Regions from separate parts of the Mus musculus genome. Here all the other regions are linked to region 2. A link is a contact called in public Hi-C and HiChIP or PLAC-seq data. All regions are on one chromosome and are shown on one strand. The core of a region is the stretch at or near the end of the contact, and the rest is flanking DNA. Distances in the headings are between cores, read along the strand shown.

The links. Hi-C and Micro-C count contacts between places; a contact is called where the count stands out from the background. HiChIP or PLAC-seq counts read pairs in DNA pulled down with a chosen protein or histone mark.
Region 1: a Hi-C map of the G1E-ER4 cell line shows a contact between it and region 2, with 3 times the contacts expected there. The contact joins the enhancer-like site here to the promoter of Washc2 in region 2. A contact is called at or near these places in 12 of 39 promoter capture datasets (the 3T3-L1 cell line, 3T3-L1-derived adipocytes, the HPC-7 cell line and 7 more), 1 of 15 datasets of contacts at CTCF or cohesin (the G1E-ER4 cell line), 29 of 484 Hi-C or Micro-C datasets (3T3-L1-derived adipocytes, B cells, the Ba/F3 cell line and 18 more), 11 of 115 datasets of contacts at active chromatin or transcription factors (the SCID.adh cell line, acute myeloid leukemia, bone marrow-derived macrophages and 6 more) and 3 of 9 other capture datasets (adipose tissue, embryonic stem cells and pancreatic islet).
Region 3: a contact with region 2 is called in an H3K27ac HiChIP or PLAC-seq map of stem cell-derived neural progenitor cells, with 2.3 times the contacts expected there. The contact joins the enhancer-like site here to the promoter of Washc2 in region 2. A contact is called at or near these places in 5 of 39 promoter capture datasets (the HPC-7 cell line, fetal liver, liver and 1 more), 1 of 484 Hi-C or Micro-C datasets (liver), 5 of 115 datasets of contacts at active chromatin or transcription factors (the SCID.adh cell line, bone marrow-derived macrophages, embryonic stem cells and 2 more) and 2 of 9 other capture datasets (adipose tissue and pancreatic islet).

Annotation. Positions count from the first base shown.
Region 1 is chr6:116,416,288-116,418,987 of GRCm38.p6, forward strand. All of the region lies in intron 7 of Alox5 (arachidonate 5-lipoxygenase), which reads right to left. Gm38880 (a long non-coding RNA gene) reads left to right here. Exons shown (of 5, transcript XR_869387.2): 2 at 1-2,700. Among named protein-coding and RNA genes, the nearest start is that of Gm38880, 4.4 kb to the left of the region's middle. Within about 2 kb of position 1,449, at least 34 of the 459 cell types and tissues checked have an H3K27ac peak or open chromatin away from gene starts, as enhancers often do. A contact at or near this core is called in the Ba/F3 cell line, the G1E-ER4 cell line, the HPC-7 cell line and 4 more, where this site is marked.
Region 2 is chr6:116,206,778-116,209,477 of GRCm38.p6, forward strand. It overlaps Washc2 (WASH complex subunit 2`), which reads left to right and starts at 1,256. Exons shown (of 31, transcript NM_026585.3): 1 at 1,256-1,350; 2 at 1,430-1,552; 3 at 2,177-2,341. The coding sequence starts at 1,430. 9530062K07Rik (RIKEN cDNA 9530062K07 gene) reads right to left here and starts at 1,216. Exons shown (of 4, transcript NR_131013.1): 1 at 1,125-1,216; 2 at 377-480.
Region 3 is chr6:116,396,497-116,399,196 of GRCm38.p6, forward strand. The region is part of intron 4 of Marchf8 (membrane associated ring-CH-type finger 8); the gene reads left to right. Among named protein-coding and RNA genes, the nearest start is that of Gm38880, 15 kb to the right of the region's middle. Within about 2 kb of position 1,270, at least 51 of the 459 cell types and tissues checked have an H3K27ac peak or open chromatin away from gene starts, as enhancers often do. A contact at or near this core is called in stem cell-derived neural progenitor cells, where this site is marked.

The DNA.
Region 1 (2,700 bases), core at 199-2,698, 210 kb after region 2:
GCTGTTTTGGAAGATTTGGAACTTTTAGGAGCAGGAGACTTGGGCTTGGAGGTTCCACATACTGGCCCCACTTCCTGTCTATTTGCTTCCTGATTATGAATGGAACCAACCACTTCCTATTTCTACAGCCATGCCTCACCCTCTGCGATGGACTGTATTCCCTTAAACTGAGCACCAAAATAACTCTCCCTTCCTTAAGTTGTTTTCATTAGAGAGGTTATAAGCACCTTTCTGATTTGTCTCTCCATCCAAAGTAGCACTAGCCAATAGAAATATAATGCAAGCAGCACAAATTCAAATTTCTAGGAGGCCACCTTTTTTTAAATTACATTTTTTTTTTTTTAGTCAGCCATATTTTTTAAAAGAAAAAAGAAATACGTAACCCCAGGGTAAAATATTTACCTCACCCACTTTTCTTTTCTTTACTTTTCTTTCTTTCTTTCTTTTTTAATCTTTGAGAATTTTATTTATTTATTTTTTAATTAGGTATTTTCTTCATTTACATTTCAAATGCTATCCCAAAAGTCCCCCAGACCCTCCCCCCACTCCCCCCCCCACTCCCACTTCTTGGCCCTGGCATTCCCCTGTACTGAGGCATATAAAGTTTGCAAGACCAAGGGGCCTCTCTTCCCAATGATGGCCGACTAGGCCGTCTTCTGCTACATATGCAGCTAGAGACACGAGCTCCGGGGGTACTGGTTAGTTCATATTGTTGTTCCACCTATAGGGTTGCAGACCCCTTTAGCTCCTTGCCTCACCCACTTTTCTACAACACAAAACCATTCTGAAATAGTCCTGGCAGGTTTCATTCTTTTACTCTTCTTCTAAGTCTTTGGGTTATGGACACTAAGAATTTACTCCGGGTCTTGGTTTGGATTAAGTGCGTCTCGAGAACACCAGAGCAAGGAGTACTGCGTCCTAAGCTTCCTAAGCCACTGTGCTGTGGGGGAGGTGGCAGGACTACTAGGGAAGCAGCTCTCCCCTACCGCCTGAGGATGAGCAAGGAGGCCAGGGAGACACTCCTGACCCCCACAGTATCCTTCCCACTTGTTCGCTAATGGATTTGTCCTCTACCTTTAGGAGAGAATTTCAGATTCCTTAAGTGATCAGGTTTAAGTCAGAAGTCAGCACATGTGTCCTCAGAGGACAACAGGCTTGCCGTTTCCAGAGGGTCCTAGTGAGCAAGGTTCTCAGAGGACTGCTCCTCACAGTGATCGCTCTGTTTCCATAGCTGTGTGGCCCACAGACAGCCACCCTGTGGCCTGCTTCCTAGAGCACACGGGCCACCTGTCCTACTCAGGTATCCTCAGGCACTGAGTCCAGAGACTTTCTGCTGTGTCGTAAGGTTTGACGTATGTGTCATCACAAAATCCTCACCACAGCCTGACCAACAGTTCTTCCTCATCCTTCCTATTTTGCAAAGAGATAAAGTGTGAGGTTCTGAGTGACTCAGCCTCTCTCCAGGCCACACAGAGGTCTGGATGGAGCTAAGTAGGGATGCTCTGTTGCTTTGCCTGCTGTAACTCCATCACCCTGCAGTTCCTTCCTCTCTGTCTGACCATGCCACACAGGGGCTCCCATGGTGAGCTTTTATACAGAGCATGCCACACCTCCTCCCACCCCTCCAGACTTGTCCTTGTCCCAGCTCTTCTAGAATATGCCCAGGACAACGTGCTTGCATTATTTTAAATGCTTTTGAAGGAGGCCATCTTTTGTTTCTGAGTAGAAAATAATATATGATTATTATTGTAAACTACTCCAGCATTTACAGAAGAGTCCAAGAACTAGTGAGAATGTACCTCTTGTCCAGCCACAAGAGGTCGCTGCTTCCCTAGGTCTTTGCATATGTGTGTATTTGTGTTTACTTTTCATAAACAGAACCTTATTATGAGGAACTTAGACCTATCCTTACTATCTCCAACCTGTTCTGTATGCAGCGTGGTGACCCTGTGTCCTGTGTCTCACCAAGCCAACACCAATGTCTACCCATGTAAAGCATATGGTTTGTGGCATGCTGTGTTCTTGCATTCATTTTTGCATAAATGAGCTGATATCATCCATATTCCATGTTTTGCTTTTCTGCTTTGGTACTAGCCCTGGGAAGGGCCAAGTCAGCTGAGAGCAGATGCAGTCCTCTTTGAAGGTGTACAGTGCTGTAGTGTTTCCTGCTTTGGACACGGTCCCATCCCCTCAACCTCTCCTATGTTCTGTCTGTCTGCAGCCTCACACCCAAGCCAGAACCATGATCTCCATCCTCTAGCATGTTGCTCTGTTGATCCTCAAAAAGGCTGGTTCAGTTCAGTCTTGGCAGAGAACCTCTCAGCACTGCTTTCAATTGTCCTGGCCTTGCCAGCCTCAACACGGAGACCCATGGGCCTTCTTACAGCCCAGCCTAGAATCCATCTGTTACAGCAGCTGTGGGCCCTGTTCAAGGGTTGTCCCAGTAACTGCAGCTACCACTGCCCTGGGGTGCATTAATTCTCCTGGGCAGCTATAGAGAAAGGGTTAACCATGTCCTGTGGCTTGTCCAATGCCTAATTCCTGCTAACAATGGAAAGAGCTGAGATTTGAGCCAGGCCTCTGGCTCTAATAAATACATGTCTGGGACATGCTATTTCAGAACACCTGTCAGTGGTAATCCATCCCTCTCCTGGCATCTTTCAGTGGTGATTTCCCACATCCCCTGTGCCTTCATTTGAT
Region 2 (2,700 bases), core at 6-2,505:
CAGAAACCAACCTGAGCCTTTACCCTGGCTTTACTAGTTCACAGCTGACTACTTGCTCATAAGCAGTTAACTCCCCATTCCCTTCTTTCCTCAATCCCTGGCCCCCACCAACCTACTTCCTCTCTCTGGATTGATCCATTCTGGATATTTCATATAAATAGAATAACCTGTGCTCATGTATATGACTGACCTCTTTCAATTGAAGTATTTCTAGGTTAATTCATGCCCTATCATATATCAGCATTTTATTTCTTTTGGTGAATTGCGTGGTTCTACAGCATTTTGTTTATCCATTCGTCACCTGATGGACATTTAGATTGCTTCTGCTTTCTGGGTATGGATCAACACTACAGTGAAAATTCTTGCAGATTTTTACCTGAGCAGGTTTTCATTTGTCTTAGTTGCATACCAAAGAGAAATCTTTAATGAGGTTTCAACGGAGGTGGCCACAAAGCAAAATCTGAAAGTTGGAAAAATAATCTGCACAGGAGAAATGATAAGATCTAAGGTGAGCACTCACCATATACCAGGCACTATCTGTTTTAACACCTATTATCGCTTCTTTTTTATTTTTATTTTTCGAGACAGAGTTTCTCTCTGTGTAGACCAGGCTGGCCTCGAACTCAGAAATCCGCCTGCCTCTGCCTCCCAAGTGCTGGGATTAAAGGTGTGCGCCACCATGCCCGGCTGTATTGCTTCTTTAATATGCAGAAGAAAGCTTATAGAAGAAGCTAAGTAACTTGTTCTCGGGCACACAAAAAGGAAAGATAAGGGGTTATTTCTAAAAGTCAGTCTGGGCAAGACCAACTCAGAAAGGGGTCTGTTCACAAGGAAGTGCTAGTGGACAGCCAGGGGAGCTTTGGATTTCGATTTCTACCCCTCCACCTCCCGGCCTTGAATCTCAGCTGAGGGTTTCAAGAATTTCAAGCGGATCCACATTGAACTGAAACCAAACCGGTTAGCAGATGTACACATTGAGGGTCACTGTGGCCCTGGGCTAGTCTCACATCACATGCATAATCAATAAAGCCGCCGCACATCCAGGAAGTCGTCCTCCGCTCTCCTTCCTCTTCAGCTCCCACCTGGTAGGCCACGGGACTCCTCAGCATGGGCCCCACTGGTACCTTCCGCCTCTTTCGCACTAGCTGGCCGCTTAAACACCTTCTCTCTGGTCAAACCCAATTACCCAGGAGCTACTAACCCATAGCTCCCGATCAGAGGCTGCGCCCCAGGTCACGTGAGGACACCATCACGTGACGTGAACCATGTGATTACCACCGCGCTGGGTGGGCAGTGTAGTAGCCACTCCCGTAGTCACTTTGGAGCTTGCTGAGTGGCGGTGTCATCGTGGTGAGGACGGCGGCCCAGGAGGGCAGGGCTGGATCCTTCGCCCCAGACTCAGCTCTTCTTTTTGTCCTTCTCGCTGTAGATGAACCGGACGAGCCCCGACTCGGAGCGGCCTCCGGCATCCGAGCCGGTGTGGGAACGGCCCTGGTCGGTGGAGGAGATCCGCCGCAGCAGTCAGAACTGGTCTCTGGCGGCTGACGCCGGTGTGAGCGGGGGACCCGGGGCCAAGGGAGGGACAGAGTTGTAGTTACCCCTCCTCGGGGACACGCTTCCTCCAGTATTCAAAGGCGCAATCTCAGACACCGGGGAGGGCGGCCCTGTGGGCTTCTACCCAGCACTCTGCCGCGCAGACGCGGGTTTCCTTCCGTGCAGTGGCTTTTCAACCTTGCCCTCCACGCCATCCTGCTGAGCAGATTCTGTTTCTGCCCTCTCCAAGGACTGCTTTGTCTCTACGGAGGCCCTTCTGTATTAGAACTGGGGCTAAATGGGGCAGCACATATTTTTGAGTAGATCTGCTCACTTCGGGACCTAAGAGCTCAGAACTTTCATACAAGTGGGATTTGGGGTGTTTTGTCACACTATGTGGTCTCTGGAGCGTGACAACCAAACAGGGCTTTAAATCCCTGTAGAAATGTGATACTGGTTTTGTGTTCTGGACAAACTTATCTGATGAGCTTTCTTAATGCTTTCCAGGGTCACCTGACCTTAGATCAACAGTATCATCCCTTTTTCTTAACATAGGGGCAAAAGGGGAGGGGTTTTTTGTTTGTTTGTTTTGCTTTAAATCACATGTAGTGTTGATACTTGTGTATGTTTCTTTTCAAAATAGCTACTACAGTTTCTACAGGAATTCTCACAGCAGACTATCTCCAGGACTCATGAAATCAAGAAGCAGGTGGATGGATTAATTCAGGAGACCAAAGCCACACATTGTCGTCTGCATAATGTGTTCAATGACTTCCTCATGCTGTCTAATACCCAGTTCATTGAGAATGTGAGTTGTTTTATGGTATCTGACTTTCGAATAATCCCTTTTGGGGAGTAAGAACTATTGTCATTTATAATGATAATAAGGTTCTCTTCTAAGTTTTGGTGGATAGATTGGTTCTTGGTAACTGAAGCTCCTTTCTCTGAAATCAGTGTCTTTTATCAGTAAAGTTCATGGGTTTTACAAACCTTTAAAAACATCTAATAATAAGGTTTGCCTCGTGCTGGTTTTTCTGTTTTTAGTTTTGAGGGCAATTACCATTTGAGCAGAGTTGTGTGCCTCTCAAAAAAGCCACTGTGCTCATTCAGTATGGTCAGCTCTAAGCCTGGCTTGGCCTCACGTGCCCCACTTTTGCCTTCAGTCCC
Region 3 (2,700 bases), core at 20-2,519, 190 kb after region 2:
ACATGATAGAAGTTACTCAGTAGTAGACTGCTTTCCCTATATGCATATGAAACCCTGAGGCTGATATGTGTTTACCCAGAGAATGTGTGTGGTTTATGGAGAGGGGTGGTGTGGACTTTAAAATGGCTGGTTTTATTTATCACCTTCAGACTCAGCTGCCTTTGGAGTATCAGGTCTAGTGTACGTCCTGTGTTCTCATTGGCAGCATTCTCAGCCTGTGGTTTAATCTTGAAGTTGTGTGCCCCTTGAACTAAGGCTGGCAAGACAAGGAGCCTGTGTAGAAGCTCTCTCAACATACTGTGAGAAAGGGTCTGTCCTAGTAGAGGTGAGGTCTGCAGCTATGCGTGACCCTCCTGCCTTTCCTCTGGTTTTATTTGATCCTTGCAGCAGGCTTGTGTCTTGACTTGGTAATTAATTTAATGAGTGTGCACACTTACATGTGTACAAGTGTGTGCATGTACATGTGGAGGCCAGAGGACAGCCTTGGGTGTTGCATCTCAGAAGCTGTCCACCTTGGTCTTTTGAGACAGGGTCTCCCACTAGCCTGGAACTTACCAAGGAGGCAGGCTGGCTGGCTAGTAACCTTCAGGATCCATCTGCTTCACCTCTCCAGGGGTGGGATTAGAAGTGGGCACCATAACACCAAGCTGCTTCCCACCAGCCATGTGGGCTCTAGGAATGCAACTCAGGTCCTCAGACTTGGGTTATTGACAGAGCTCTCTTCAGATCCTTAACCTGATGTTTAAGTGATTAATCTCTGCCTGGTGGTGCTCAGTGGAGTGGTCCTAGAGCACAGCGAGGACTCTGGAGTCAAAAAGCCTCTTTTGCCAGTACCCTAAAATTGTAAGAATTACTTTTTGTAGTGAAAAATTATCTGTTTAAAGGAAGTTACAATAGTGAGGAAAAATTAAAGGAAGTTACAATAGTGAGGGGGTCCTTTGAGTGATACACAGATACAGACACAGACCTTTGTGCAAACCCATCACTGATGACTTTGAACCTTATATGGTCACAACTTTAGTTTCTGGGTTATGAAGACTTCTTTGCTCAGAAATTGTTGCCTTCAGTATTCTTCAGTATCGTTCTAAACGTGTATTACTTTGTTGAGACTCCAGCTGTGGAGACTTTAGGAAGGCAAGTCTTAAAGCATTTCTGCCTCAGCTTTCCTTCGTGATAGTGTGCCCCCTGCCTCTCATTATACTGGAGACATACTGCTGTCCACATGACTGGGCGCCAACAGGCCAGGAAAGAAGGGAACCCAGTGTTAGAGCTCCTTGCTAGGCAGCACCGAGTCCTTTGTAATGCAAATGCTTTTGTATTGAGTAGTTCTTTATGATGCACTCTCCCCCGTGAATTCTATATTGTATCTATTTACTTTAATGGCCAGACTAGTTAATTGTTCTCGCCAGCCTGGTTCTTGGCACAGCCTTCCAGCAAGAGCCACAATGTATGTATCAGAGCAGCCACAGAGCGACCTCTTCTTTAATTGTGGCTCACTGTTTAGGTTGGATACAGCTGGGTATTTATTTATAGAAGAGAGCAATGGCTTTCTCAGAGAAATTTCACTAAACTGCAAGTTTTCTGAGACATAATCTCAGTCTGCATATCCCAGTGACTAAAACACCAAGTGAGGCATGTCTACTTTATGAAGTCAGGTCTACTGAGAGGGTGGTTAGCAGCAAATCACTACCTTTTAGCTTGGAGTGGGAGGACAGTAACCTTCACCAACTTCCTGGGAAGGAAATTAAAAGGTACTCTGATAAACAGGATTCCTAAAATACCATGCTCCAGTGTGTGTGTCCCTGTCTGTGGAAGCCTGCGATGCTCTCCCATTGTCATACAGCACAGCTGCCTTTGACTAGAGAGACGAGCTTGGACTGCACACATGGCCTTAGTGAAAATGCTATGAATACTTAAAAGGAGAGAATTTCCATGGCTGAGCACAGCATAAGTGAGCCTAAGGCTAGAGAAGGGTTGTGAGATGGGACATGGCCTTGAGTGGTAAGTAACAAGTAGTTTGGGTTCTGCATATGAACATACATTCTACAGAGCTACATCCTGTAAAGCAATACCCTGTGATCCTGGTACCAGTTTGTGTCTTAGTTTGCTTCCTGTTGCTCTGAGAAAGTCTATATAAGCATGCAGCCTGGGAGAGGAAAGGGCTTTCCTCAGCTTACTGTTTACACACAGTTTCTGATAGGGAAGCCAAGGCGAGAATTTAAGGCGAGGGAGAAACCTGGAGGTAGGAACTTAAGCAGCCCATGGAAGAACATTGCTTACTGGCTTGCTCCCCATGGCTTGCTCAGCCTACTTTCTTATTATAACCTGGGGCTACCTTGCCCACTGGTGGTACTGCCACAGTGGTCTGGACCCTTATCTCTCATTCATTAATCAAAGAAATTCTTCCACAGACTTGCCTACAGGTCAGTCTGGTAAAAGCATTTTCTCAGTTGAGGTTCTCTTCCCCAATGACTAGTTTTTCCCCCACCACAGGATCTGTAGATAGTGTGGACCATACAGATGAACTGATGGCTCAGGAGTGCTGACTGAGTTCAGATGCCAGTGACTTCACCGTACACATACATCACATTAGCATGTATCTTCTCTTGAGATTAAGTAGGATTAGAGATGTTTAATTTTGTGTTACGTGACTTCTTTCTAGTCTGGAATGCTTGGGCATTGATAATACAGGACAGCAGG